2 separate regions of the Mus musculus genome follow, and region 1 is linked to region 2. The links are chromatin contacts, called in public Hi-C maps. All regions are on one chromosome and are shown on one strand. Each heading gives the region's core, a stretch centred on a gene start, on an enhancer-like site or on the middle of the called end of the contact. The rest is flanking DNA. Distances are from core to core; before and after follow the strand shown. Region 1 overlaps Serpinb5 (serine (or cysteine) peptidase inhibitor, clade B, member 5). Region 2 has its middle 19 kb from the start of Vps4b.

Region 1 (3,372 bases), core at 358-2,857, 68 kb before region 2:
CCTCCTCCTGCTACTCCATGGCCAGCCCTCGCCTTACATACAATCCTAACAAATAAATGAACCCTTAGCTTCCTTGCTAGCACACCTTCAAAGCCACAAGTAGGGCCAACAGAAGAAGTGAGAGGAAGGATAGGGACCTGACACATGTGGTGTTCATAATCAAAAGATGAAAAGTTTGCCCCAACCATAGTTGGCAGGAAAAAAAGAAATTAATAAATTGCACCTCCCCGAGAAAGTCCAGTTGGTTTTAAGTATTAACTGGAGAAAAAACTTGGAAGTAGGAGACTTTGGGGATATTTAAGTGAAATGATGCATGTGTACAGTCATTAAAACAAGCAGAAAAGTGGTGTGTTTTCCCCAAGTTTGATTTAGATTGTAAAATTCAATATAACAAAATTAAAATTCAAAAGAAAAAAAGACCTACTAGTCATGGCAAAGACTGACCTCTCAGCTTGTGTGTGATGTTCCCCAGCCACTGCCATATGTCATATGGACGTTTCTAGAAATGAACAAGCTTAGAAACCTAAGTCAGAATTGGGTCCTTTCTGATAGAAAATTTCCCTATCCTCCATAGTTAGGTCTGCCAGAGACCCACGACTCACAGGAAAAGGTGGTAGGAGTGGGCTTCTTTCCTACTTTTTCCCACCACACATATCCTTCTGTTCCACTCCAAATACAAAGAGTGTGGAGAAAAGAAGAGGTAGAAGGCCTTGTTGGATTGGAGCCACTGTGGTATGCTATCAGGATGAGAGGAGCCAAATGTTAGCTCATGTGCACAGTGTCCTCTTGGGACTCTAAAGACCATCTAATCCAACTGGAACCCATGTCCCAACCAGATAGGTCCTCTAAGCAGGCTCTGCCAAAAATAAGCAATCAAACAAAATTTAGGTCTCATTACAGCTGACAGAAAGAAGACATCCTTCCTTCATCCTCTAGTGCAGTTCCAAACCATTCTTCTTCCTCTGCTTCCGGGATGCTCTTTCTGGATCTGTCTTTTAGCAAGTGCCATGCTGATATCTCCTAAGTCACTCTAGGTATAGTGTACTGGATAACACTATTCAGGGAGGAGGGGTCTTTTCCCATGCAGGTATTAACCAGACCAAGAGATGCTCTCTCAGTAGTAATAAGAAAAATATCCCCTAGAGGGCAGACGTTGTCTATGAATGGAAACCACCAATGTAGCCTATCCCAGGGAGACACTGACCAAAACTGTCAGTGCTTTCCAAGTTCTGGGACCCACCCACCTGAAGCTCCCTGAGCCCTTGGCCAGGAGGCACCAGGCTCTTCCCTCCTCTCCACACTCACGTGCCTTTCCCAGAATTAGCCCATATTTTATTTATAAGTTGGAAGGAGGAAATGAGCAAGAGTGGGGAGCTTGTACAAGTGACCGTTTTCCTTTTACAAAACAAAAAGAAAACACATTGGAGGATGTTAAAAGTAATTAAAAAGAAATGAACGTGTCACTAAAGGAAAATGCACAAACTAAGGAAAACACCACAAACGTATGGATCGTAGTAAAGTTCCATTCTGAGGAAGAACCCAAAGAGAAAAGAACTGGAGAGGAACTGCATGTCCTCTTGAGTGGCTGTGGTTTCAACTTGGAAGGGCTTGAATGATTCTGACACAATCTGGCCTTCTCTTTGTTCGATTACTCAGAGTGCAAGAACCAATGGCCAGGGAGAAGGGAGAACAGCAAGGACATGACTCGTTTGTATTCTTTTTACTCCACATTAACCTAGAAGGGATTTACACATATAAATGCTTCTAATAAATAGGTGTCTTGGTTCTATTTCAAGATAGTAATTCTAAGCCAATAGAGCAAGAACAAGGCACATAATTCAATAATATTTTATTATCAATAGCACAGAAAAGAAGTCACCATTGAACCTTTGGAGGAAAAAAAAACCCTATTTACAATAAATGGCAAGAAATTGGGTAAGGAAAGACACATAAGAAAAACTGCAGCAAATACTTCCTTTTGGTGGCAACTTTAAAATTAGGTTGCAACATAACTGACTTACCAGAACCATTTTATAAATTATTTATGTAGACTACACACTGTTATCTGAAGTCGTTAGGTTTGTAAACTGAGAAAATATATGCCAAAGAACTATGTGTACCTAAATAGTGTTGCTTGTATTTTCTGAAGGTTTGAGATCCCTTCTCTTTCTCCACTGCCGCATTAGACAAAAAAGGAAAGTTCCTTTAATGGCCACAAAACTCTTAGCATCACGAGACTTCCTGTAGATTTTAAGTTGCTGGCGCTGGAGATGTCAGGGACCTTGTGATCTGGTTAGAAGCCTGCCAGCAACAACATTGCCCAAATGACCACATGGGAGATCTAGGAAAAATGAAAGCCAACTTTTGTAAAAGCTGAGCTTTCCCTTAGGGTCTTAGTCTTCAGCTAAAATAGGCCCAGAATTCTTTATCCAACACTCCAAGATCTAGAATGTTCTTCAAAGTGTTTCCATGAGCTGATAACATACTCATTTTTCAGGGAAAAAATTGATCACTTATGAACTATCTTTATGTACTTGTTTTGTGTGAATAGTCTATATTTATGGAACAAATATTAAGGTATTGGTTGATAGGGTGATAGTCCATATGCTATTTGTGGAGTTCCATGATATATAGTATTTACAACATGTCATCTTTCTATAATCTCCAATTAGGATATTGAAGAAAACTGTTTCTTAAGGTTTAACATGGAGACTTCTAGACCTACAGTATTGTGACATGTACACAAATTCACTTTAAAAAGGTACTTGGTGAACCCTATACTCTTGTTCTTAAGAGTTGAAGGAAGTGGAGATCTCTAGAACATTCTTTATCTCAGTAATGCAGAGCCCTGAGAATAATGTCCCCCACATCATCCCTATAGAAGTTCCTCCCTTGAAGACTGCATTTTTATCCATAGCTCTGAATGCTTTGACAAATGAAGAGCACATATTTTCTAAAGTGATTCCCTTTCCCAACAAGTATTCGCTGTTTTCTTTGACAAAGGAAAACAAGGAAGAATTAGGAAAAGGGGTGTCTGTTAGTGTGAAGGTTACATATGACAAATGTGGACTGCTTCCTGATTCAGCAACATTTACAATTTATTGTATAGAAAGTGATTGTCTGGATACAAAGTTTACAGAGCTCTGCGACTACAGACAAGTTCCCTGAGACTTGGCAAGGCCCTGCCAGCTAAGGAGAACAGAATTTGCCAAAGAAAATGATGTTTCGAGTTTTGTTGTGTCTAATGATATAAATAAATGGATGGTCAGCATTGAATTCATCCTTGTGCTGTAAGATCCGGGACCCTGGCACCTCGATGGACTCACCACCATCTTCGGTTATTTCTAGGCATACTCTATGAATCACATTTGA
Region 2 (3,599 bases), core at 733-3,232:
GTAGGCACTGCTTGCTTGTAATGCAGACATAACATGGAAGCAGAACACACACACACACACACAAAAGGAAAATAAAAGTTATTTTAAGTTATTTTCAACCAATCACAGACCTATTTCAAAATAACAGCGTTAGGAAACTTACAAAGCCACTACAACTTCATTTATCTCCACATGCACAAGTGAGTTCTTCTAGGATCGATAAAGCAACAGAGATGAGTACGGCCCCACCCTCTATGCCAGATGCAAGTCTGCATGGAGCGGACGGAGAGATGGGTCTCACACTCATGACAAGCTGCTCCCAGTGGCTTCTTGTACTCCTGCCTGCTGCGCACAGCAGCTTCTGCTATTGTGGAGGAAAACAGACCGAGCACGGACCTCTATTCTCACACTCACTGTCCAGCGCACCACTCTGGCTTTTCTTCTCCCTGTGAACCTTAGCAAGGGTGTTCCCAGCAGAGATGAACTTCTGAACTGAGTGAAGGGGGACAAAACAAAAGCAACACTAACATCCTTGAAAGGTCTTCAGGGAGAATCTGCACACGCCCTGCACCTGCACTCCGCGAGCTGAGTCCCTGAGCCCCAGGGCTCATGAGAGCCTCTGAAACTACAGATGCATCCCATCCCACCACACCCGGCTGTTGTTTAGCCTCTCGTGTCTATGTTTTCCTTACCACGCTACCTATCTCTAAAATGGCTTGGTATTTTAAATCGGTCCCTCAAAGCCAAACGTAATTACGGTACTCGAGACCATTGTGCATGGTGGAGATGTGTTTTGGCGTTTATGCTTGACTCCTGGGGAACAGAATAGGAATGAAAGTCTTGGTGATTTCGAAGTGAGACCCAAGGACAGTCTCACTTCAGTGCTTTCAAATTTACTCTTATCTTAAAACAAGATCAGTGATTCCTGCTTTATAAGGTTGCTGCAAAGATGAGAGGCAGTTGGTTGGGTTTGTGGCTGTAATGGATGCTCAGTGAATGGGGGTGGGGACGTTCCACCATTACTTTTACCTCTTTGAAACACTTAATAGCAAGAAATAGCATTTTGTTCCTAACAGAAAAATGAAAACAACTTTACAGCTATGGGCCTAGGGCAGTGATTCTCAACCTTCCTAATGTTGTGACCCTTTAATACCGTCCCTCTGGTTGTGGGGACCCCCACCCATCATATCATTTCATTAGTGCTTCGTAACTGTAATGTTCCTACTGCTACGGATCGTCATGTAAAATTCTGATATGCATGCTGCCTGCTATGAGAACCCCTGGGGGGTCGGGACCCACAGGCTGAGAACCAGCACATCAGTGTGTCTACCACAGCATAGAACCTTCTCTGATAGAGACTGTTGAGCATAAAAGTTTAGGGAGACTTACTCCTGGCCTCTGTTGGAAGAGCTTTGTACTGGCTAGTTTTGTGTCAACTTGACCCATCTGGAGTTATCACAGAGAAAGGAGCTTCAGTTGAGGAAATGCCTCCATGAGATACAACTGTAAGGCATTTTCTCAATTAGTGATCAAGGGGGAAAGGCCCCTGTGGGTGGGACCATCTCTGGGCTGGTAGTCTTGGGTCTATAAGAGAGCAGGCTGAGCAAGCCAGGGGAAGCAAGCCAGTAATGAACATCCCTCCATGGCCTCTGCATCAGCTCCTGCTTCCTGACCTGCTTGAGTTCCAGTCCTGACTTCCTTGGTGATGAACAGCAGTATGGAAGTGTAAGCCGAATAAACCCTTTCCTCCCCAACTTGCTTCTTGGTCATGATGTTTGTGCAGGAATAGAAACCCTGACTAAGACAAGCTTTATTTTACTCAGGTACATGGAACGATGCCTTTGTGGTGTATTGCAGTTAGACCTTGCAGTTATTTCCGACATGTAACACCCATGGGTCCCACGGGTCTTTAGGTCAGTTCCCACAGGCTCTGAGCTAGAGCTATGCTGCTGACTGAATGGGGCTTCTTCAGCTCAGGACTTTCTTCTGTCATAGTTTAGGTTCCTCTTTGTCATCGTGATCCCTGCAGAGCAGGGTCTTAATGCTCTGGGCTTCTGCATTTTTACCGCACTGTGGATTCTGTTGGATGTTTCCTCTTTCTTTTAGTAAAACAGAATAGCACGCATGTGTGTGCCATCTCTTGGTCTCCCAGTTAACAGCACAATTCTCTGAAAATTGTAAAGCTTCCATATTTTGCCAGCGGGGTTTGCTTCTGGGGCTGACTTCTAGCTAAGTGATTTACCCCTCATCAAGCACAGTTCACTCGCTGGTTTGGGAACTAGAATTTCCTGTTGACACTTGCAAGTGGGTGAACCTTTCTAAGAATCTTGTCTTATCACTTTCCCTAAAACCTCCATATCCACGCACTAGTCCTGTTCTCAGAGTTCGTAACCCATTCCTATTGAAAGAAGCCAGCATTGTGCAATAGTGTGTGACAAGAGTGAGCAGTGGTCCAGTGACTCGTGCAGGGATGGGCTGGCTACTCAGAGGAACCAAATCCTGAGCTGCCTTCTCAACAGGAGGGAAGATTCTGCTCTTGCTGAGGCCAAAAGAAAACTGAGTTTTCACATTGCAGCTGAGTTTCGAGGTGGTGTGTCCTTCCAAGCAGACCCCTTCTAATGCTCTAAGAAAGGCTTTGAGCTGTCTAACTGAAGTCTGGATTCAAACCTAGAACTTGAGAATTCTAAGCCTAGAGATAGCCATGTCCTCCACTCCACAGTGAGCAGGCATAGCATATAAAATCACATCACCATTATTTCTAAGATGTAATTGTATTATAATGCCCATGGGTTACATGATCTGTGTACAATGCCCCTCTTTTTTGTTTGAGAAATTTAGAAGGAGCTTGGAGGGTTACATGGCTCTCACGTAATAATCAACCCAGTATACATCTCTTGATTGACATGTTGGCTGCTTGGATCAATTACATGATACTTTACACTCTGTGGTCTTTGAAGAGATCTGGCTTATGAATAAGCTAATGTCTCCATGCCCCTCCAAAGTATATCTCTTGACCTAGATCTGCCATTTTGGGAGCTCTTATGATATCCATTTTCTAGTGTTTCTTACTTGTTCCTGGCACAGAAAAACTGCTTTGTGCTGGGGTAGTTCTTCCCTTAGTAGGGATAGTATACTTTCTCCTTTAAGAGGCAACTTGAACCTTTTGCTTCTAAAAAGCCCCACCATTTAAAAGATAGGCCCACAAACATGAGAACTGAGCACTGCTGTGCTTTTATGCCTTTGTGAATAATGTGGCCTGGCTGTGTGTTTAATAACTATGGATGCCTTGTCAGAGTAATATATAGAAAAAGTTTGTGGTTAACTCTAGAAGCCTGTGTGTGTGTGTGTGTGTGTGTGTGTGTGTGTGTGTGTCTTTGTGTATGTCTGTGTGTGTCTGTGTGTCTGTGTGTGTCTGTGTGTGTATGTGTGTCTGTGTGTGTGTGTGTGTGTGTCTGTGTGTGTGTGTCTGTCTGTGTGTGTATGTCTCTGTGTGTGTGTGAGTGTCTGTGTGTGTGTGTCTGTGTGTGTGTCTGTGTGTGTGTGTGTGTCTGTGTGTGTTACATGTGAATGAACAGGAGCATGGGATCATGATATAGAGACCAGAAGTCAATACCAGGTGA

What was found. A called contact is a pair of places that touch in the nucleus more often than the background predicts.
Region 1: a contact with region 2 is called in a Hi-C map of bone marrow-derived macrophages, with 4 times the contacts expected there. The contact joins two enhancer-like sites. A contact is called at or near these places in 34 of 484 Hi-C or Micro-C datasets (the 3T3-L1 cell line, 3T3-L1-derived adipocytes, the AML12 cell line and 25 more), 5 of 115 datasets of contacts at active chromatin or transcription factors (the NIH/3T3 cell line, bone marrow-derived macrophages, embryonic stem cells and 2 more) and 1 of 9 other capture datasets (bone marrow-derived macrophages).

The regions. Positions count from the first base shown.
Region 1 is chr1:106,881,811-106,885,182 of GRCm38.p6, reverse strand. It overlaps Serpinb5 (serine (or cysteine) peptidase inhibitor, clade B, member 5), which reads right to left. Exons shown (of 7, transcript NM_009257.4): 7 at 1,835-3,372. The coding sequence ends at 3,190. Among named protein-coding and RNA genes, the nearest start is that of Serpinb5, 22 kb to the right of the region's middle. Within about 2 kb of position 1,607, at least 33 of the 459 cell types and tissues checked have an H3K27ac peak or open chromatin away from gene starts, as enhancers often do. A contact at or near this core is called in bone marrow-derived macrophages and granulocyte-monocyte progenitors, where this site is marked.
Region 2 is chr1:106,813,889-106,817,487 of GRCm38.p6, reverse strand. No RefSeq gene overlaps it. Among named protein-coding and RNA genes, the nearest start is that of Vps4b, 19 kb to the right of the region's middle. Within about 2 kb of position 1,982, at least 39 of the 459 cell types and tissues checked have an H3K27ac peak or open chromatin away from gene starts, as enhancers often do. A contact at or near this core is called in bone marrow-derived macrophages and granulocyte-monocyte progenitors, where this site is marked.